7 separate regions of the Sus scrofa genome follow, and all the other regions are linked to region 6. Evidence: chromatin contacts called from public Hi-C and targeted proximity ligation data. All regions are on one chromosome and are shown on one strand. The core of a region is the stretch at or near the end of the contact, and the rest is flanking DNA. Distances in the headings are between cores, read along the strand shown. Region 1 has its middle 180 kb from the start of TRIB1. Region 2 overlaps NSMCE2 (E3 SUMO-protein ligase NSE2). Region 3 overlaps NSMCE2 (E3 SUMO-protein ligase NSE2). Region 4 overlaps NSMCE2 (E3 SUMO-protein ligase NSE2). Region 5 overlaps NSMCE2 (E3 SUMO-protein ligase NSE2). Region 6 has its middle 43 kb from the start of TRIB1. Region 7 has its middle 160 kb from the start of TRIB1.

The links. Hi-C and Micro-C count contacts between places; a contact is called where the count stands out from the background.
Region 1: a contact with region 6 is called in a Hi-C map of skeletal muscle, with 10 times the contacts expected there. A contact is called at or near these places in 4 of 47 Hi-C or Micro-C datasets (embryonic fibroblasts, liver, psoas muscle and 1 more) and 2 of 2 datasets of targeted methods (alveolar macrophages and skeletal muscle).
Region 2: a targeted proximity ligation map of alveolar macrophages shows a contact between it and region 6. A contact is called at or near these places in 2 of 47 Hi-C or Micro-C datasets (embryonic fibroblasts and liver) and 2 of 2 datasets of targeted methods (alveolar macrophages and skeletal muscle).
Region 3: a contact with region 6 is called in a targeted proximity ligation map of skeletal muscle. A contact is called at or near these places in 2 of 2 datasets of targeted methods (alveolar macrophages and skeletal muscle).
Region 4: a targeted proximity ligation map of skeletal muscle shows a contact between it and region 6. A contact is called at or near these places in 3 of 47 Hi-C or Micro-C datasets (embryonic fibroblasts and skeletal muscle) and 2 of 2 datasets of targeted methods (alveolar macrophages and skeletal muscle).
Region 5: a targeted proximity ligation map of skeletal muscle shows a contact between it and region 6. A contact is called at or near these places in 2 of 2 datasets of targeted methods (alveolar macrophages and skeletal muscle).
Region 7: a targeted proximity ligation map of skeletal muscle shows a contact between it and region 6. A contact is called at or near these places in 2 of 2 datasets of targeted methods (alveolar macrophages and skeletal muscle).

The regions. Positions count from the first base shown.
Region 1 is chr4:14,115,981-14,119,393 of Sscrofa11.1, reverse strand. No RefSeq gene overlaps it. Among named protein-coding and RNA genes, the nearest start is that of TRIB1, 180 kb to the left of the region's middle.
Region 2 is chr4:14,573,223-14,576,286 of Sscrofa11.1, reverse strand. The region is part of intron 2 of NSMCE2 (E3 SUMO-protein ligase NSE2); the gene reads left to right. Among named protein-coding and RNA genes, the nearest start is that of WASHC5, 23 kb to the left of the region's middle.
Region 3 is chr4:14,504,859-14,508,145 of Sscrofa11.1, reverse strand. The region is part of intron 4 of NSMCE2 (E3 SUMO-protein ligase NSE2); the gene reads left to right. Among named protein-coding and RNA genes, the nearest start is that of WASHC5, 92 kb to the left of the region's middle.
Region 4 is chr4:14,482,129-14,485,493 of Sscrofa11.1, reverse strand. All of the region lies in intron 4 of NSMCE2 (E3 SUMO-protein ligase NSE2), which reads left to right. All of the region lies in intron 1 of LOC106509961 (a long non-coding RNA gene), which reads right to left. Among named protein-coding and RNA genes, the nearest start is that of WASHC5, 110 kb to the left of the region's middle.
Region 5 is chr4:14,551,177-14,554,343 of Sscrofa11.1, reverse strand. All of the region lies in intron 2 of NSMCE2 (E3 SUMO-protein ligase NSE2), which reads left to right. Among named protein-coding and RNA genes, the nearest start is that of WASHC5, 45 kb to the left of the region's middle.
Region 6 is chr4:14,339,691-14,342,841 of Sscrofa11.1, reverse strand. No RefSeq gene overlaps it. Among named protein-coding and RNA genes, the nearest start is that of TRIB1, 43 kb to the right of the region's middle.
Region 7 is chr4:14,132,031-14,134,962 of Sscrofa11.1, reverse strand. No RefSeq gene overlaps it. Among named protein-coding and RNA genes, the nearest start is that of TRIB1, 160 kb to the left of the region's middle.

The DNA of each region.
Region 1 (3,413 bases), core at 559-3,058, 220 kb after region 6:
CCAGGGACGGGCACATGGGAAGGAGTCCTTGGGTGCTCCAGCCTCTGACTCCTCCCTGTGGGTCCTGGGGGAGCTTGTTGGCCAGCGGAGCGAGAAGAAGCACTGAGGCTGAAGGAGCAGGCTGCTGGCTGCCATCCTACATAAACACGCTCCATCACTGTAAATTATTTACGCGCCACATGGAGGCTGGACAGGCTCCTTGATGGGCACGTTAATTAGAAGCCCGAGGATTCTGTCTTGGCCCAGATTCCTGGGGGCTGAGGGGGCGAGGGGAGAGGCAGCGGGGGCCCATTTCCTTCCCCTCAGCATCCCCCTGATTGGAACCCTGCAGTGAGTCCCGTCCTCTCCGGGAACAGGCTGAACTCCAGAGCTCAGCGCTGCAGGCCTCTCTGCAGAGTCGATGCCCTGTTCCCACGTCCAGACCTCCGAGTCTTGTGTCCTCCCTCTGCGGGCCTCCTTCTGCGGGCCTCCCTCCCACCTACCGACAGTGTGGACTTGCTTCTTCCTTGTACCCCCAGCGCTGCACATCCAGCGTAGCCTCCAGTCTGATTTCAGACCCCACCTGCGTCACTTGCAGAGAGGCGGTGTGTTTCCTCAAGTAGAACTAGAGACAGTGACCGCGTCTCTGTGAGGAGGATTGAACACAGAGCCAGTTTTACCCAGCGCTTCCCATTCACAAATCCCACCGGGATTTAGTGTTATCACCATCGTCATCATTAGGACAGGACTAATTCCCTCTGTTGCAGTCACTTCCATCCTAAGCCTTGCTCTTACTAGACTCTGCCCTACTGGAGTGCAGCGGCCACTGCGCTGGGTTAAAAAACAAAATTCAGGGAGTTCCCGTCATGGCTCAGTGGGTTAAGAACCTGACTAGTATCCATGAGGATTTGGGTTCCATCCTTGGCCTTGCTCAGTGGGTTAAGGATCCGGCATTGCCGTGAGCTGCTTGAGTAGGTCACAGATGTGGCTCAGATCCCATGTTGCTGTGGCTGCGGTGTAGGCCTGCAGCTGCGGCTCCAATTTGACCCCTAGCCCAGGAACTTCCATGTGCTGCAGGTGCGACACTAAAAAGAAAGAAAAAAAAGGAACGAAAAAATGGAGTTTCTGCTGTGGTGCAGTAGGTCCTACTGCAGCAGCTTGGGTCACTGCAGAGCGGCTAGTTTGATCCCTGGGCCGGGAACTTCCATATGCCATGGGTGCAGCCATAAAAAACTAAAAACAAAACCCCCCAAACTTCAACTGAGTAAATGTGAAGATCTAATTGGCTTTATTCAACAATTCATGATCCGTCCGGAAAACTCTCCCCATCCTACAAGGTTCGATTCATGCTGACTCTCCTAGGAAGCTCATCTCATTACTCTGTTACTGCACATTGCTCCTTACTTCTCAAGCACTAGCCATAGTCCTTACGAATGAAAGAGGAATGGATATTTTTTGAATACCTACTATGTGCCAGGCACTGGACTCTTCTATTTGATAACCACTGTTTAATGTTCCCAGGGCTCCAGGGGTGTCCGTATTATTTGCCTCATTTTGAAGACTAGGCTCCAAGAAGGCAAATGCCTTTGCCCAAGGTCACTGGCCAGGAAGTGGTGGAACTGGACTTAGAATCCAGGGCCTGAAGTTTTCATGGCACCGGGGAGAGGCCAACTAGGGAAGAAAGGAAATGGAATGATTCGTTTACTGCCCCAGGCATTTTCAGCAACAAGTCAGTCATTTCCCTAATTCCCAGTCTGTTGTTGGTGCAGAGACTTGGCAGTTGGAACCAAGCTGAAAAAAAAAAACAATTCTCTTTTTAACTCAGTAGCACCACCTGCAGGATCTGAGGGAACACTGCAAAAATGATCAGGGGCTACAGGGCTCCTCTCTGGGGGAAGGGTTCCAGGAGAAGGGACCTGAGACACCATCTGATACCCTTCAATCTTAAGAAGGAGCAATTTGAGATCCAGACAGGTACTGACTCAAAGTCACAATGTTAGTGATGTCAGATCTGAAGCTGTATCTCTTCTGACTCCTGGTTTAGTACCTTCCCCCACCTTCATTCTCATTCTCTCTGTCTCTTGCTCATTCTCTGTCATTCAATAAACATTAACTGAGCACTCAATACGTCTTCAGCATATTCCTTCTTGGGGGATATGAGTACTGATAACTAAAATGTGCCATTTAGGATTAATGTTTAGTTTTTGATTAATTGCCATAACAACATAACTTTGTCATTACAACCAAGACATTACTGTGTATCAGGCAGTGGGCTAAGGTGTGATCTCAGTGGGCCCTCCCAGATGAGGAAACCTAGGCTTAGAGAGGTTTGGGAATATGGTTCAGCAGTTGTGGAGCAGGGATTCAAACTCAGATCCTTCTGACTTCGGACCCAGAGATCTTAATCACTATGTTATATCTACCCTTTAAAATATCTAAGGTTATTTCACACGGGCCGGCCGGTTAGTTCAGTTGGTTACAGCATGGTGCTAATAAAGTATCTAAGGTTATTTCAAGAACAATCCACACTCTAATTAGGATGCTGCTCCTATTTAAAGTAATTGCTTACTTCCTGTCTAAGTGGGGTGCTGACTCTCCTTTCACATTCATTGCTTCTGAAATCCCTAGGAGTTTCTAGTGAGATTCTACTCCATACTAGGCACTGTGCTGGGTGCCAGGGACGCAGAAGTCACAGGAACTCACCTAGGAGCTTGTGGCCTCCTTGTAAGTGTCAGCCTTAAATCATGGCCATCCGCAAGATGTTCTGGCAGAAGTGGGACCCAACTCAGGGGGCGCCATTCACACTACAGCTGGTGGAAATTATCCCCCCTCCAAGTGGGGGCATGGCGGGCATGGTGCTGCCCGTGTGAATGACCCGGTGGGATGTGCCAGTTGGAACAAGGGACAGGAGCATGGGTGGGGGATGGGGAAGAGTCACTTCCGACTCTGCAGGGTAGGGAAGCTTCATGAAGAGTTCTGGAGCATGACTGCTGCCAGAGCTGTACAGACTTTGATTTCCTCTTCTCTTCAGCTGGGAGGTAGGGTTAAGTTTTGAGGAACTACAGCTCTGTGTTTCGACCTGCAGAACAGAAAGTGTATTTCGGTTTCTTTTTCTGCATTCACTCCCAAATTGCATTTTGGTTTAAGTTCCCAGGAAATTTGTCCTCATTCTCATTTTGGGGTAGATGAGTAGTTCCTCTCTATGGGGATGCTTGGTTGCTAAAATTGGAGCTCACCGATGGCAAGTGGCATGTCTAAAACCAGAGATCAAGTTTGGGCCACCATGCAGCTGTTGAAGGAATTCTTGCCCCAAACCACAGGAGACTGAACCCACGGCGGCCCCAGAGAACGGAGCATTCACCCCCAGAGAACGCATCCCCTCTGCGTCTTCCCTCTCTCCTCACCTTCTAAGAGCACTTCCCATGGGTACCTGT
Region 2 (3,064 bases), core at 512-3,011, 230 kb before region 6:
TTCTTTCCTCTTGGCTTCCTTCGTCAGAAAGTTGAGCAGTTTCCTTTTTAAGGGCTCTGGAGAGGAGAGCTTGGGCTGCTCTTGGCCTCACCTCACCTCATGTTACCACTCTCACTCCATAAATTTCCAACCATTCCAACACCTCCAGATTTTCTTTCTTCCACTGACTGTACCAACCTGAAATTTGGCTTGGTTTCTCCACATGATGGCATGTGTGGAAATAATTGCTTGCTCTGCTCTCCTGTTTGCTGAGCTCTCCCATCCATATTAAGGTGTCACTTTTTGAAATAGTAAATGAGTCATCTTTTAGATTTCTAAAACAGAATCTGTATAGTACCTGAGTACTGCCTCGGTTTTTCTAGATGCTGGAGAATAACAATTTTTTTTTTTTTTTTTAGAATAACATTTGAGTTGATTTCTACTTTTTTTTTTTTTTTTTTAAATCTTTGAATCAGAGACGTGGCTTAGGTTTCAATGATCTAATAGAATGTGAAAATGACCGCTACAGAAAGAACTGAAATGGTGTCGCTCGATCAGATTTTAAAATTAAACTAGCATTTTGTATTATACGTATGATCATTGAAAACAATTAAGACTAGTTTAATTCTAGGCAAAGAGTACAATTCATGGCAGAGGTAGAACAGACTTAGGATCATTTTTGAAACATCAAGGCTTTTTAAAAGACATTGAAGTTTGTCTTTCAGTAAGCAGAAACATGCTTTTATTTGATTGGTGATTAACAGATGAAACCAATTTGATTATTCTAGAGAAAATTATTTTATTATCCAGACTTATTTATCCCTCTTCTTTCTGTGCTTTATAACTGAAATTGTGTGTTCTATATAAGTGGAAAGTTATATTTATATGTAGCAGCACTGTCCAATAAAAATATAATGTGAGCCGCGTATGTAACTTAAAATATTCCACCGTCCTCATTACAAAAGGCAAGAAGAGTAGGAATTAATTTCAGTAATGTTTTATCTAATCTAATGTGCCTAGAATATTATTTCAGTATGTAATCAGTATTAAAATTGAGTTATTTTTACATTTACATTCTTTTTTTTGTGCCAGGTTCCAAGTTCAAAATCTTATGATGGATCTCAATCCAGACTAGCCAAATTTCAAATGCCTAATTGCCACTGCATGTGGCAAATGGCAACTGTAATAGCAAGTAGAGAGGGTATTTCACTTTTCAGTGACTCTATCAAGAAATTTTAAGGGTAGTTAAATCAATCAGTTTTGTAGCTTTTTAGAGGTTTTGGTGATATTCACATTGAACCAGTTAGTAAAACAAGATAATACTATTTACCGATTTCTGTTTTTTCCTTTCTCTTTTTTCTCTTTGTATTAGTCGCCCTCTACCACTGGCGTGATTGGTATTTTAGGTTTTTCCCCAAATTGTTTAACCAGCTTAAACTTACTTCTGCAGATCCTATTAATATTTGCTTCTGTTTGAAATGTCACATGCTGATTTGACTCCACACCTACACTACTTTCATATTTTGTAGCTGATGTGGTAATTTAGTTTCTTTTGGTCTTGAGCAAGCTAGAGGGAGTAAGCCTCTTAAGCAGCCAGAACACTCTAGTTGCTGTAAACAATTAGGCCTGTCAGCAGTTGACCTTGGAAATGCTAATTTGCTTGTCTCTTGGTGCTGCTTCAGGCCCTGGCTTTCTCCCTGTGGGTGGGAGTTATGAACCCAGTTTGGAGAAGGCCCTTGGGGAAGCACCAAATAGATGTGCTTCTTGCTTCAGTTTTGCATGTGACCAAGTGCAAGAGGCATTCTTTGTGTGAACTTCTTTGAAGGGCTTTAAGAGCCTGCACTGATGCCTAGACTGAAGTTGAGAGGAAGCTTTGTTGACATTTGAATCTCCCCTTCCCCTGCATTCTAGCACTATCTGCCATAATGATTGATTTAAAATGATTTCATTAATGTTTCATTATATCCCTTGATGGGGTTTTACTTTTTTTTTGTCTTTTTAGGGCCACACCCACAGCATATGGAGGTTCCCAGGCTAGGGGTCCAATCGGAGCTACAGCTACAGGCCTACACCACAGCCAGAGCAATGCAGGATCTGAGCCGTGTCTGCGACCTACGTCACAGCTCACAGCAACTACAGATCCTTAACCCACTGAGCGAGGCCAGGGATTGAACCTGTGTCCTCATGGATACTGGTTGGGTTTGTTAACCATGGAGCCACAGTGGGAACTCTAGGTTTTATTTTTGATAACTAACCTAGATTTCTTTTTAACCCCTTCCAGTCAATTGCTCTATTTTTTATGACTACATCATATTCCATTGTTTGAATGTACCACATCTTATCTATGCATTCATTGTTGCTGGACATTGGGTTGTTATTATTAATAAATTATTATTTGGATATTATTAAGAAATATTGCTCTGAACGTTTGTGTACAAATTGATATCATGGTTTTGATTCGCATTTTCTGATGACTAATGAAGTGCAGTATATTTTCATGTGCTTTTTGGACATTTGTATTGGAGAGATGTCTATTTGGATCCTTTGCCCATTTTCAAATTGAGTTATTTCTGTCTCTATTTTTGAGTTGTAAGAGTTCTTTATATATTCTGGATGCAAGTCCAAAATCAAATGTATGATTTATATTTCTTCCCATTCTGTGAGTTGTCTTTTTACTTTATTGATAGTGTTCTTTAAAATATAGAAGTTTTTTATTTGGTGAAGTCCGGTTATCTATTTTCTCTTTTGTTACATGTGTTTTTGATCATACCTAAGAATCTATTGTCAAATCTAAGGTCATGCAAATTTATTCCTATATTTTTTCCTAGGAGTTTCACAGCTCTAGCTATTATATTTAGATCCATTTTTGAATTAATTTTTGTAGATGGCTTGACTAATGGTCCAGTTTCATTCTTTTGTATGTGGCTGTCCAGTTGTCCCAGCATCATTCTTCCCTCATTAATAGTCTTGGTACCTCATTGTTGAAAATCAGTTGACCATTGACATACAAGTTTATTTTTGGACTCTCAATTAATTCTATTCCATTGATAGAATTCTGTATGCCTATCCTTCTGCCATCAGCACA
Region 3 (3,287 bases), core at 351-2,850, 160 kb before region 6:
GAGCCTCATTTTTATACTCCATGTTATACTTTGTATTCATTCATTCAACGAGTGTTTACTGAATATGCTGGGAATGTAGCATCGAACAAAAGAGACACGTCCCTGTGCTCCTGGAGCTTACGTCTGGATCTTTGGTACCTTGTTAGCATCTCCTCACTTTATAGTATTTAAGTGGAATACGGTACACATCTTAATAACTCTAAAACAAAATTGTCTATTTATGTGCATAATTGATAGCCTTAATCATGATAATATTTGCATATTTGTTATACTCAGGTATTGTCCTTCAGATGTCCTTCAGAGTTATCTGCCTTGTTATTCTGAAATCCTTTTTTCTTGATAACTATTTAAAGTCATTTACTTAATCAGCTTAATGTCAAGGGAAGATCCTGGAAAGATCCTGGAATTTGGAATCAGAAAATATACATTCAGATTCTGGCTCAACCAAATCATAGTTTGTATTTTTGATCAAATCAATGGGATTTTACATTTCTGTAAAGTATGGGTAATACAATAATAATAACGTTTCTTAGCCCACAGAATTATATAGGGCTTAAACCAGATATTTTGAAATGAAAAGTGAAAATGTTCTTAAAATTGTAATATAATCCCCCAAATATTAGTTTCCTAATCTTTCTTTTAGCTTGCTTAAAGGCATTAACATCAATAATTTTTATTAAAAGGTTATGCATTTTAGACATTATTAGCAGTTACATAAAATCCTCAAGTGCAAGGAAACAAACTCAGAGTATTTTAGTCCTTCTGTAAAAGTATTAAAAGATTGTAATGAAGGATAAAATAAGCTGTCAAGTAGATAAGGAATGTTCTGTCATTGAGAAGGGTGTGAACCAAAAAACGGTGATAAGTTAACAAATCATTTTTCAGTACAATATTGGCTTTGGCTTGACAAGCTTTTCTTGATAGGGAAGCAGAGAGTGAAGTGTCAGAAACAGCCCTAGTCACGTAATGAACCACGTTGTGTCTGGTGAAACATATGCATATGAGCAGATCCAGTGGAGCTGCAGCTATTATCACTGTGTCCTGAATGAACCTTGACTCTACTAGGGATTCTGTTACAGCTGTACATTGGATTTAACCGCAGAGGATCCACTTTGGATTTGATTTAGCATTAAAAAAAAAAAAAAAAAAAAAAAAAACCTGCTGACTTACTTCAGAGTCTGCTTTTTAGTGAACTAGCACCTTGGATACACAGAGCACTGGACTGGGCACCAGGACCGTAGGCAGGTATTTAATGTCTTGGGGACTGAGAGAAAAAGAAACCAGTCACTTGAGATCACAGGGTCCTGGAACTTGACTCCCCAAACTTGGAGAGGAAATGAGAGTGGCCTAGGGGTTGATGAAAGGCATTGAGTAGAACTTTCCAAAATAAATATAGTTTGTTTTCTAAAATAGAAGAATAGAGTTTTCTGGGTCACTTAAATTAATCAGTTTTCTTCAGTAGTGGGTGCTTGGTCTTCATTTCGCAGCTTGCGTTTGGTTGGAATGTCAGCTGAGTGAGGGCAGGCACTTGGCCTTGGTACTGCCTGCGGTGCCTACACCTGGCATCGAACCAGTGCTTCATGTAGCGGTGGGGAAGGATTGAAGGACTACAAAGAGGGGTCAGAACTTAGTTTATGGAAACTTTATTCCCCCAGGGGACAAATATTCCCTGGTAGATCCTTTGATGCACACTAGTCCTGGGAATGAGAGTAGAGGGTAAGGTGTCATGTTCCTTTTCATCAGCGTCGCTTTGGCAGCAGCAGTGCTCTGAGTACAAAGTGGGGCTGCCAGTTGGTTGGAAGTGTTCCCAGACTTTCTGGCAACCCTCCTTGCCCAGTTTGACCATTGGTTGCTCACTGGTGGAAGGCACTTCCTTCCTCTTTCCCTGGGGGGACACGATTCTTTGACTTCAACTGCAGGAAGCAGGAAACTTCCAAGTTAGACTCAAGTATTTTTAATTCCTTCCACCAACCATCAGCCTTAGCAACCTCCATCTCTCCTGTTATGCAGTAACATTGATTTTTTCCACCCACACACAAAGCATTAAGTTGATGGTGCTTCTTACCTTTGATGGGATTACAGAATCAAGAAAACATAGTAGGAGCTTAGGTATTTTCCTTCTGCTTCAGAGCACAGCGGCTTTATTTTACATTCACCAAAGGCAAAACATTTTTCTACAAAGAGATGAGTGAGAATTTTCAATTAACAAGATAGACTGTCTAGTCCCATTGCTAAAAGTCTCTCCCAAGCCCTCTCCATTTCTTTGTGCTCCCACTGTTATACCTGCTCTAGTTTCGATTTTACCGCCTGCCTCCTACGTGTTCCCTGCTCCAGACTCGCCTCCTGTCTGTTTCTGCCAGAGGGACTGATCATCCTAAAGTGTTGGTCTGGTCATGTTTGTCCACCACGCTCTTTCAGAGGGTCCCTCCGCCCTCCCCAAATAAAAACTCTTCTGGCCATCAGGCTCCCCCCGCCACATACACGCACACTTTCTCAGTACTCTCTTCTCTAGCCCTTTGATCCAGACACTTGCAGTTCCCAGAAAGTATCGTGTTCTCTTTCACATGCAGACTTTCACACTTACTAACCTCTTATGGAATATTTGACTTAACCCCTCTCTCTTCGCTTGGTTACTGCTGTCCCTTCTTGCATGCAGATATCCCTGACTTCGTTCGTGGAGTCCTCCCCGAGGTAGATGAGTGCACAGCCATCGTGGGGGACCTTTAAGGACATTTTCATCTGGGGAGGGATATCTAATAGCAAAGGCGAGGAAGATTAGCACGTGAGAATGTTTGGCAAGAAGAGGAATTTGCAGTAAAGTTTAGAGTGGCTTTGAAATAGGCTGATTATTTTGCTTCAAGAGTGTGCAAGATGGAAATCAATACTGGAATGTCCTCTATATAATCTCATACCTGAACATGAACAGATACTGTCATTAAAACATGGATATGGTTGTTTAAAATACTGTCATTTAAAGGTCTGCATGCAAAAGCCGTTCAAGTCTGCATGTGAAAGAGAACACAATAGTTTCTGGGAACTGCGAGTGTCTGGACCAAAGGGCTGGAAAAGGGAGTACCGAGAAGGTAGGGGAGGGGAGAAGCCTGATGGCCTGAAGGGTCTTCATTTGGGAGGGCAGCGGGAACCTCTGAAAGAGTGTCCACTGCTTTAGGCAATGGTTCATGCCAGCACAGACGTACTGACTGAAATATACTAACTTTCTCATCTTGACTGACTCATTTGACTCGACTAGCAAGTTCCCCTGCCACCCCACCTCTAAAAATAGAAAG
Region 4 (3,365 bases), core at 339-2,838, 140 kb before region 6:
GACATTGGGATAGAGGTCTTGTTAATTATGAGATTAATGATGAGGTTAACGATGATGTTGATACTGGGGCTGCAGATAATAGTGAGGAAGTGTGGGGATTTTCCCTGATCTGTGGAAAGAGTGACTGCAGCTCAGAGAGCAAGTTGCACAGCTGACAAGTGGCTGAGCTGGAATGCCAGCTGACACCTTCCTCCTCCAGAGCTGGTGCTTTGCTACCTACCGAATAGTCAAATGTTTACTTACTCTGCTTTCTGGTTAAAATGAAGGAAAACTTTTATTAATATCTTATTTTATATGTGCGTGTGTGTGTGTGTATATATATATATATATTTTTTTTTTTTTTTAAATTTATGACTGCACCTGTGGTATATGGAAGTTCCCTGGGCAGGGATCGAATCTGAGCCACAACTGAGCCTACACCACAGCTGTGACAATACCTGGATCCTTTAACCCACTGTGCAGGGCTGGGGATCAAACCTGCACCTCTGCAGCAGCCTAACCCACTGCAGTTGGATACTTAACCTACCCTGCCACGGTGGGAACTCCCATTTGATATTTTTAATAAGGGAACCGAATTGGTCACTAAGTCACAATGCAGGGCTCCATTTTCTATTAGTATCTTTTTCTAAACTACCACATTAACTCTTGGTGTTTAATGATGTCTACACAAATGTGTTGTGATTAAATATTAAAATATCAGGAAGTCTTTTACTGGGCTAATAAGGCTTTTTAGCATTTGCAAATCTGGTTAGGCTTTAATTAGAATTCATTGATAGTCTTTTTTTAAATTTCTAACTATATAAATGTGTGTGTTGTAGAACATTTAGATAATATAAAAGACAGAAAATAAAAATCACCTGTAGCCCTACCACTCAGAAATAACCACATATTAATGTTTATTTTATTTCTGTTGCCTTTTTTCTTATATACTTGCAAGATTGGGATCAGTTTTGTGTCCTAATTATTTCATTCAGTATAGTGTGAGCTCATTAAGCATTTGAAAGCGTGGTTTTAAATAGATGGTATGTATGTATTACGATTTTCCTCTTTGAATCATCACCCTCAATTCATATTCACTCACTAGTAGTCTGTCATGGATGACAATTGATATCATCTGTTTAATAGTTTAAAAACAATATCTTGTTCTTTTCACTGAGTCTGAAATATCAAAATTTACCATTGTTAGGTCATTTTGTTGTTACTTTTAATTTATGCATTGGAGAGAGAAACAGTATATTTTTCAGGTATAAGTTTTGTTTTGCTGTGTTTACTTAGTCGATCAGCAGACCTGTATTAAATCCTTTCCAGTACAAGGTATTAATTGCTGAGGCTAAGAAGAAGAAAAGCATGCTTTCTGCCTTCAAGAAGCTTATAATTCATGCAGGTAACATAGGTAAACATGATTTTATATTTAATACAAATATAATAGTAATATTACAACACAAAGAAAGAAATACCAAAGAAAAGCTGTAAGCAGCGTGCAGGAAGAACAGAAAGGAAAAGTGATGATCAGAGAAATCAAGGGAAGCCTTCCTGGAAGAGCTGACATTTGAGCTGGGCCTTGAGGCCTGGGTAGAATTTCAGCGGAGAAGGCAGGAAAGGACATACAAGAGGCTGAGCGTATAGTGTAATCAGAGTCACAGGGGCCTGAGAGTGCCTGTCGTGTTTGAGGAAAACCTGTGTTCCTCCCCCTGGATTGGTGCGTAATGTCATGGGGTGGGGGTGGGGAGTCAGGGGAGCGAGGCAGAGGGCAGTAGTAGCAGTGACCCTAGAGCACGAAGGGATCAAACCATTGATCACCTATTAGTGTGTGCCTGGCTCTGGGCTCGGCTCCTCCTCATGCATAGATAATCTCATTTGATTTACATAACAGTTGTGAGCTATTAATACCACCACTTGAAGATGGAAATACAAACTCAGGAAGCCTAAGTGATTTTCCCCAAAGTCATAAATAAAGCTCACAAGAGGCAGGACCAAAACTCAAACCTAGGCCTGAAGGTCATGCTTTTGTTTCCACTGCATTCCTAGGTTGAGCTAAAACTATAGAAAACCATGAAAAAAACCCTCATTTTGGTGTTTGGATTATTGTAGGCAGTGGTTTTTGTTTGCTTACTTGTTTGTTTGTTTGCTTTTTTTGGATGAGCAATATTATCTGAATAGTGAAGATACTTCTAGTGGCAGAGTGAAAAATGAGTTGGAAAAAGATAATACAAGAAGTAAGACAAAATGGAAAACTCCTGCAGAAACCCAAGCAAGACGTGGAGCATCTGAGCTACTGCAGAGGCAGTGGAAATGGAAGGAAAAGTGGAAGAGACTTTGAGAGAGAATTGAAGTCCTTTGTGGACTGATGGTGTAAAGGCAGTGAGGAAGCCTGGATTAGATTAGTCATCTCAACTTTTTTCAAAATCACATACCCTTAGTAGTTAAATACTTTTGAGCCTGTATCTAGTACAGAAGTTTTAATATTTTATGGCTTTCTCTGGTGCATTTTTTTTTCTGTGCATACCCATTTTAGAGATCACTGGAGTTAATTAAGAAGAATGGGTGTTCCGGGAGGTTGGCAGGAGGAGGGAGTAGAAGTGAATTAGCATTTAGTTTGGGACATAATGGGTTGAGATGCCTAAAGTAGAGCAGTCATCTGAAGATGCTTCATACAAAGTTGGAAATGAGTCATAAAGATTATAGAAGGAGGAGTTCTCATCGTGGCTCAGTGGTTAACGAATCCGACTAAGAACGATGAGGTTTCAGGTTTGATCCCTGGCCTTGCTCAGTGGGTTAAGGACCCAGCGTTGCCGTGAGCTGTGGTGTAGGTCGCAGACTCGGCTCGGATCCCACATTGCTGTGGCTCTGGCATAGGCTTGACAGCTATAGCTCTAATTAGACCCCTAGCCTGGGGACCTCCATATGCTGCAGGTGAAGACCTAGAAATGGCAAAAAGACAAAAAAAAAAAAAAAAAAAAAGATTGTAGAAGGAAAACAATGCCAAGCTTATGCTCTGGTGGTTGATTGTTTTAGTGTTTTATCATTTGATTCTAACTAAATATTTGCAGAGTTTTGAAAATGTTTTCCTTGGTGATCTAAATTAAAGAGTCATGGAGTTCCCGTCGTGGCGCAGTGGTTAACGAATCCGACTAGGAACCATGAGGTTGCGGGTTCCGTCCCTGCCCTTGCTCAGTGGGTTAACGATCCGGCGTTGCCGTGAGCTGTGGTGTAGGTTGCAGACGCGGCTCGGATCCCGCGTTGCTGTGGCTCTGTCGTAGGCTGGTGGCTACAGCTCCGATTCAACCCCTAGCCTGGGAACCTCCATATGCCGCGGAAGCGGCCCAAGAAATAGCAACAACAACAACAACAAAAAAGACAAAACA
Region 5 (3,167 bases), core at 309-2,808, 210 kb before region 6:
CAGCAACGCCAGATCCGAGCCGTGTCTGCAACCTACACCACAGCTCACGGCAACGCCAGATCCTTAACCTACTGAGCAAGGCCAGGAATCGAACCTGCAACCTCATGGTTCCTGGTCAGATTCGTTAACCACTGAGCCACAACAGGAACTCCTATCTCCATTTTTTAAACCAGTGACCTAGACTGTGGTGTTATGTTGAGCAAATAAGGTGGGAATAGACACTAGGCAATTTTGGAACTCACCCTGGATAAGTGCTCACGAGTCCATACTGTGCTGCATAAGAATTAGCACAGTGTTACAGGCTTACTACCTGCATGGTTTAGCCACAGAAGACCTGGAGTGTGTCTCACCTGAGTCTGCCTACATCTGTAAAAATAGCTAAATCTCCATTCCTCTCCTTATTCAGGTCTATCTCTTCTCCCTCATTTTGCCCTAGTCTTTTATATTCAAGATAACCCGCGTTGTTTTCATGTAATTATTTTGCTTTCTTGTTCCTGCTTCAGCTATCATCTTCCTCTCATTGAAGTCCCATGAATTTTAAGTTGAATTTGATTGCAACACATAATCACCCATTTCTGCTTAATGTTTTACTGATCATGTAACTTCAATGCCTTATTCAACACTTCAAAAGAGAGAATAGTAATAGTTATAATACCACTGTTAGAGCGTTTTGACGTTAAGTAACAGGCGACATGTCTAATGGTTACATGGTTACATGGTTAGCGTGGCTGCCTGGATCGCATAATTACACGTTTGTATGACTTTAGGAGACTCATATACAGGCCAACTGCATCCATTCAGATACTTATGTAAATATCAGAGCACTTCAGTCTAAAATGAAGCCCTCCTTCAGTTATTATCATTCTTTGTATTTTCTTAGGGTTTACCACTGAACAGGAAAAAGCTAAACGAAACAGAAACTGTCTTTAAAGAATGGGTTTAATTCTATGGCCCTTCCTGGTCTAAATAACACTTTCTGAGTTCTTTGGGTACCATTAGCAGCCCACGACATTCGGGAGAGTGCTGAGCGGGCTCACAGGGTATAGACAAACCAGATTTGCAGGAGGACAGCTGTGGTACTGGCGTACTTACAGAAGCACTTATATTTTTATAATATAAATCAAAGATAATCTGCACCCTCTGGACTTGATTTGCTGGGGCAGGGGTAGGGGGCTGTATTTCAGCTACTACTGAACTGACTTCTTGGAGCACTCGCTTAATTGGTGTGCCAGATGTGTTACACAGCTCTCACCGAGCCTCCCCACTCTCTCCAGGAGACGGCCCCACGCACTCATTGGCTGAAAGAGGTATGTTGCAGGGTATCACTTAGGTTCATTTGATTAACATAAGCAAGGGTCGATTATAGGGAATGAAAGCGTATTGAAGAAATGAGTCTATTCCTAGACTCAGACCCCACTTGGCCAGCCAAGGACAGTCAAAAGCATAGGTAGTGGAAATGGTTTTGACACTCAGAAGTATCTTTGCCAGCTGGAGCCTTCCAGGGCCCTTTCCCTTCCCCTTAAACATTTCTCTGCTGCTGCCATCAAGTGGCTGCTGCTGCCATCTCTGTTGCAGCTGGTGTTCTTGGCCTGGTGCAGGTTGACCTACCAGCAGCTAGAGCTGACTTAGTTATTCTCCTGGCATTCAGTGAGTGTCCTGATTGCTCTTACAGCCCCTCCAGTAAGCCTCGTGGACGGGGAAGACCACTCTCTTCACCAACCTTAAAATTTAGTAATCTTCTCAAAGGGGAAAAGCATTTCCTTTTTGTCCTCGGTTTCCTCGGCTAGGAATTTGGAAAAGCTTTTCCTGGATCAGGCCTGTTAGCATTTGAGTGGCATTGGCTAGTGTCCTACTTGGAACAGGCCACCTGGAACTGAGATGAAGCTCAGGGCCATGGCAGTCTTCTTCTTCCCCCTGCCCCGAGGGTTTGTTCCCTGGATATTTATGGAGGCGTTGGAGCTGCTTGTCCTTCTTGTGTTTAAGCACCTTTTAGTCCAGGCGGACAAGTGTGCAAACGTTGCACCTTGAAGGTCTGAGTTGGAGGCGTAGCTCTGCCGCTCACAACCTTTGTGTCCTAGAGCAAGTTACTTCAACTGCTTAGTGTTTCGGTTTTCTTATATGTAAAGCAGAGATAAAGCTACCTATCTCTTAATGTTGCTGTGAGGTTTAATGTAAATATTGTGTTCAGTACGATCTCGGCGCATAACACAAGTCTTAGTTACAGCTGTTATTATTATTATATGTATATTTTTAATCATGGCAGTCACTTTCCAGGCTTGCAGAGGTGTACAGTAATATTTTCCTCTTTGAAATTGTCATCCTGTGAACGTTAACATCACTTTTATAATGCCCCCCGCCCTGCACTGGTGCCAACATTTTTCCATAGGAAAAGTGAAATGAAAATAGAACAGGCAAATGAATTTCTATTACATGTCTTCTTTACATTTTGACTCAATTGAATATCAGAGGCAGGGCAATTTGTAGTTTGGTAAAAGTTTGATTTTCAAATTTATATGATGGCCACATAAGAATCTTGAAGGAAGAGTTGCTGTAATTCTTTGTTGAATTCCAGGAGCATTAAAGCATCATTCTTGCCCTCCAATGGATTAAAGTTTGTTTGGAGAAGTGAGACAAATTCATATAAGAAGACAAGACCGTTTATATTTAAAAGCGCCAAAGTATCAACTGTAGATGTTAAGATAAATTGAGACCCTTCTAGGCTGGTAGAGATTAAAAGCAGGAAGGGCTTGAGTTCAGCTCTTGAAGGATGTGTAGGATTTGGTTGGTGTGGATTTCTAGGAAGGGCTTTCTCTGTAAGAGTGGGAGAATTGGGGTAGTGGGCTTCTATATGGTGGAATAAGGGGCAGGGAACCTTTGGCTGGTCAGTCCCTCGGCACCTCCCTATCTCCAAGCCACTTTCAGTCAACAGCTAGTTCCCTGTTTATGTGTTTATCCCTCTTTTCCTCCTGAGTTCTTCAGGGACTTATTTAGTTCTTTTGCCTGCCTCATGCAAAGCTATGCTCTTTCCCCAACGCACTTCTTATTAGCAGCATGGGGCACGTTCCCTGTGCCTTTCTTTGCTTGGTATTTCTAAAACAGGAATACAAATAAATAACATCCTTTAAAAGAGGGAAACAAGGGTTAACAAGAACAAAAAGAATCACAAA
Region 6 (3,151 bases), core at 17-2,516:
TTTTTTGGTCTTTTTTTGCTATTTCTTTGGGCCGCTCCTGTGGCATATGGAGGTTCCCAGGCTAGGTGTTGAATCGGAGCTGTAGCTTCCAGCCTATGCCAGAGCCACAGCAACGCAGGATCCGAGCCGCATCTGCAACCTACACCACAGCTCACGGCAACGCCAGATCGTTAACCCACTGAGCAAGGGCAGGGATCGAACCCGCAACCTCATGGTTCCTAGTCGGATTCGTCAACCACTGCGCCACGACGGGAACTCCCTAAATATATTTTAAAATGTATTAAAATAAATATGTATTTCTTGAAATAATGGGAATTCCCATTGTGGCTCAGCAGTAATGAACCTGACTAGTATCCATGAGGATGCAAGTTCGAGCCCTGGCCTCACTCAGTGGATTAAGGATCCGGCAGTGTGGTGAGCTGTGGTGTAGTTTGCAGATGCGGCTCGGATCCCGTGTTGCTGTGGCCATGGCATGGGCCGTGGGTAAAGCCCTAAAAAGCAAAAAAAAAAAAAAGAGAGAGAGAGAGAGACGACGAGGACGAGAAAAGCAGTAGATGTCTTGAGGCATCCACAGTCATCCCAAGTGGCCCTTTGGGAAACTCTTATTACACAGAGCGGGGCTGGGGTCCCCGCGGAGGCTCAGAGCCCACCCACGCCCACCAGGGTTCTCCTATGAACCTCCCTCCACAGGCTGCCAGTGTTGAAATAAAGTCCCTGGAGAGGTCATTGACAGCAACGTGAAGCTCTAGCGATTAGTCACAGAGGCATACCCGGCCGCCCTCTGTGGCTGGGATTTCTGCAGGGACTGCAGAAAGAACGGGTCCAGGACCGAGGTTCTGCTGGCCCATGGATCTGAGTCTCATATGAGAAGTATGGGCCCAGGGGGACAGGGTTTTCAGGGCCTCTGGGGGCCCCTAGGCCCTGTTCACACCCACAGGGCTCAGCGGGGCACTCCTGTCTCTCCATCAGTCAGTAACCAGAGCTCACCCACCTGTCCCATCTGTTTCCTGGAGGCAGGTGACATCCCTGCCAGCCGTGGGAGCTTTGTAGGGAGAAGCCGGCTCTTGGCACCCTAGAGTGCTTGTATTTGACAAATCTGTTTTTCCTGTGGGGCTGTGTTTGCCTTGGAGGCAACGTCCTGCATCTCACCACGTGTCAGAGGTGACTGTTTAATGCCAGCAAAAGAAAACAAGCTTCACACCGCGCGGAGCTAAAGGTGAGGTGACAGCTGGCTAATGGTTGATGATTCACCTGGGTGGACGCTGAACCAGCGGTGTGAAAAGGACTGCCACCCAAGGGCTGTATCAAGTCACAGATGAGAACCGGGCTTGGCTGCCCCCAGAGCGGAGAGAGGGATTGCGACACGTTTTTCGCTAACCTCAGCTCCGAGGAGCCCGGCACTTGGGGAGTGAGGTTTAGGGAAGTCAAGCGTCCTTCAGCCTTTTTCCCAGAACAGCTGGGCTTGTCAGAAGACGCCAGTTCTAATTTCACTCTCTTCCTTCCCAGCTCTGTGACCTCAGGTGACTCCACAAAGTCCACTGCGTTTCAGTGACTTCACCTGTAAGAAGGAGATCTTACCCCCTGCCCTGCCCGCCTCCTGGGGCTGGCTGTCCAGAGCCCAGGGGATGGCACATGGAAAGGAATTAAGTGCTAATGGCCAAAGCCTGGCTGGATGCTTGGGGAGCTGAGGACCTGCCTTGGCCCCTGTCCCTGCTTTCAAGACATTTAGTTCGTTCAAATACGTGTGAATGCATGAAAATGTAATAATGCAAAGTACCAACCAAGTTCATAAAGGCTTGCCTGGGGGGCTGGGAGTGGGGAGGGACCAGGTTTGAGAGTAGAATAATTTATTTTTCCAAAATACACATTCAGGATTTCCCATCATGGCTCAGTGGTTAATGAATCTGACTAGGAACCATGAGGTTTCGAGTTCGATCCCTGGCCTTGCTCAGGGGGTTAAGGATCCAGCATTGCCATGAGCTGTGGTGTAGGTTGCAGATGCGGCTCGGATCCCGCGTTGCTGTAGATCTGGCGTAGGCTGGTGGCTACAGCTCCGATTCGACCCCTAGCCTGGGAACCTCCATATGCCCCAGGTGCGGCCCTAGAAAAGACAAAAAAAAAAGACAAAATACACAATGCATTTAGTCTTTTTAAGGAGAATGATAGAGTCAAATTGTGCCTCCAGCTTAATGAGGCAGACACAGACCTTCAGGAGGTAAGAGGAGTGAGAAAGTCCTGGGGGCATCAGTGGTCGAAAAGACCTTGTGGACCTGGCACCTTGGGCCATGAAGAAGGGACCAGTTTGGATGGACAGGAGACAGCTATGGTGACGGGCGCCAGCAGGAGCCAATGCCCCGTGACTGGTCCCAGCGGGGCAGGAATGAAGGAGGGGAGGTCGGGCTGGTAAGGAGCCAGATTCATCCTGAGCCTCAAGCACACAGAAGGAACCACGGGATAAGGGTCACTTTACTCCCTGAGTGTGCAAGGCCTGTAGCAAATACTAAAAATGTTAACACACGGTGCATTTGAGACAGCAGAGAAAGAAAACTCTCAGGTTGACCGAGGGCAGGGAAAAAGCTAAAACCATGAGCAAAAAGACCCAGGGAGAGTTAAACCACAGAAGCTATAGAAAGAAGCCGTGCTGAGGGATTTAATAAAATTTCCACATCTTAAAAGTGTACTGGGTGGGGTCTGGGAAGTGAAAGAGTTGTTTGTGTCATCCTTTTCTCCCCCAAGGAAACCAACCAAGGGCCACTCAAAACTCAGGCTTTGGCTGATGGAGGAAGCGAAGAGGGAGCCACACCTACAGCATGTGAAAAACTCTGACCTCTTCCCTCTCTGACCCAAGAGCCTTGCAGGAGATGGGCTCGGAGCTCACGATGAATGCCAACCTGGCCGGGGGTAGACAGGGGGCTGAGGGCTGGTATCCTGGGCTGGAGTCCCCTTCTGGGGCCGCAAGCCTGACTTTGGGATCAGGTGCACATCCCTGACCTCTCTGAGCCTCTGTCCCTGAGATGACAGGACAAGAACCCCTCACAGCCTTGAGCAGAAGTGGAAAGGGTGAAATGAGTCAGGGTACCACTCTCTGTCCTTGTTTATTCACAGCACCGACAAGTCACTTGGCCATGGCCATGGCAGTGAGAGGAGTTCC
Region 7 (2,932 bases), core at 18-2,517, 210 kb after region 6:
TTGAGAGATCATACCTAGGTAATATGGTGGGGGATTCCTGGAAATTTTTCTTGATTTTTGAGAGAGGCAGTGGAGTTGAGTTTTGCAAAATGAGCAGGATGTGGCTACTAGAGAAGGTGATGGGAAAGACCTGCTTGGGGAGGGAAGAGCATGAGCCTAGAGAAGCCCTTGAGAATGTCCAGAGGATGTCATTGGTTTGACAGCCATAAAGTGCACTGAATCCTAAACCCACTGAGCAAGGCCAAGGATTGAACCTTCGCCCTCATGGATACTAATCAGATTCCTTTCCACTGAGCCACAACGGGAACTCCCTTTTGCTGATTCTGACAATGAGTGACCCCCTCCTATGTTAGAAGTCCCCTACACTGGTCATAACAATGGAAAGCTTCCCAGATAGGGAGTTTCTAAAAGTCCAGATAAGTTATTTAATCTCTTGGTACCTCAACGTTTTCATTGGCACCCAAGATAAAGTCCTTATCTCATGAGGTTAAGATAAGCAATAAGAGGAAGTTCCCATTGTGGCTCAGCGGTAACAAGCCCGACTAGTATCCATGCGGATTCGGGTTCCATCCCTGATCTCGCTCAGTGGGTTAAGGATCCAGCATCGCCTCGAGCTGTGGAGTAAGAGACACGGCTCAGATCCCGCATTGCTGTGGCTGTGGTGTAGGCTGGTAGCTACAGCTCCAATTCAACCCCTAGCCTGGGAACCTCCACATGCCACAGGTACAGGCCCAAAAAGCAAAAAAAAAAAAAAAAAGAGAAGGAATAAGAGTGAATGATGCACATAAAGTCTTAGAACTAGGGATGGCACCTAATAAACGCTCAATAAATATTAATTATTATTGTTGTTGAATGCCTAAAGGTTTCAATAAATGGCTTGACCATGAGATCTCAGGGGCAGGTTCACTTAATTACTTCTGCTCTTCTGCATTTACTGGTTTCTGAGCTAGTAGCTTCCAGCAAATGTCTTTCATTTATGGACTTGCGTGGTTGAATGAATAAACATGAGAAAAATATCCCTTCTCTCCAGAATGCAAAAGGTGCCAGTTGCATTTTATCCTTGCGGCTCCAGACATCAGACCCCAGCGCGGGTGGGAAGACATCCCCTCCCCCGCACTAATGGGCCAACCCCTTATCTTCATGTGCATCTTTTGCGAGTTACTCTCGGGTAAAGGAGAACATTTGACCCCGGTTTAGAAAGATTGCCTTACACAATCTCCCGGTTCCCTAGATGGGACTTGCTGAGCTGACAGATTGTACAGAGAAGAGCTGACTATTTTTAGGATGAACTGGAAAGATTAGAACTTTGCTCTCTCCTCAAATATCAAACCTGCCATTGGTAGGAATCCAAACAGGAATTCCTGGGGAATTGGATGGAGCGACTTATTTATTGTGCTCTCATTGCTTAAAATTCCAACATAAAAATAATAACAGGCCTTTGATATTAGAGTGACTAGATGGGCCACATACTTACTAAGTGCTTTACACACCCTGTGTTGTTCCATTCATATAGCAACCTCATGCAATTGGTTTCCATCTTCTTATCTTTTCTTTCTTTTTTTTAAGGGCTGCAACTGTGGCATATGGAGGTTCCCAGGCTAGGGGTTGAACTGGAACTGCAGCTGCCAGCCCACACCATAGCCACAGAGATGCAGGACCCTAGCTGCGTCTGCAACCTACACCATAGCTCACAGCAACGCTGGATCCTTTAACCCACTGAGCAAGGCCAGGGGTCGAACCCACATCCTCATGGATACTAGTCAGGTTCTTAACCCACAGAGCCACAACGGGAACTCCTCAATCTTTCTATGTTACAGAGAAGAAAACTGAGGCACAGAGAGTAAAGTGTCTTGACCAAAGCCACAGAAAGAGGTTTAGTGAGGCTGGAATTCCATTCCTGGTCTATCTGGCTTCAAGACCCATGCTTACATGAGGATGAAAATGACAATGACACAAAATAAAACAAAGGGGGAGAAAACAAACTCATGCTCCTGGCTGAAGAATGAAATCATTCAAGTCACAGTGGATTGACTGAGTACATCATTTTGCCAGGTAGAGCGGCCGATGAGCAGATGAGAAAGTCAGGGGTTCTGCCTTTGGGGAGCTCCCATCCTAATAAGGGCAATGTGAGCATTTTATTGTTTCTCATCTGCCCAGCTCTTTCATTCTGTCTCTCATCCAATACCACACTGTGGGGCTTGCTGGTCAAGGTTCCTGTATTCCTCCGGCCAAGTGTGGGCGTTTGCCTCATGCTGGAAAGTCAGACTACGGGAAAGTAAATTATGACTCAAGAACCTCAAGAGGAGCTGAGTGGCTGAGTGAGCAGCACTCTGAAGATAACTGCAGGTTAGTTTCTACCATCCGGATGATCAGCTCTTCCTTCTTCCTGAGAGTTCCTTGTGGCAGATAGAATAGCACACATCCCAACTCCCTTCAAGCTATGCTTTCTCTGTCCTAGAAGGTGGAAAGCTCAGAGTTCACTTTCCCAGGCTCCCTTGCAGGGAGGGGTAGCTGTGTGGCTTAGTGCATGAGATGCAAATGTCTATCTACTGGGGATGTCTTTCCCCTTGCTCCAGGATGGAGGAAGGACGTGATGGTTGGAGCTGTAGCAGATACTTTATAAGCATGAGGAAGAGGTTAGGAGGACTGCACAGACAGCAACCCTGCTCAGCAACATCTTTCCTTTGGACCCCTTGCTGAGAACTCCTTACTGTTTTAAACCACTATGTTTGGAGGTTCTGTTACTTGCAGCCAAATTCATCTCTGAACTGATACGGAGTCTATGTATTCCTTTTGTATTTATTTTTAATAGAGACGGTACTCAAGGTAGACAGAATTACACAACCCCAAATACCCTAATTGATACAGGAAAGGGAGGGAAGTACAAAGCAAACCATAACATCAGCCAGAACAACCATGCTCTCCTGGAGGG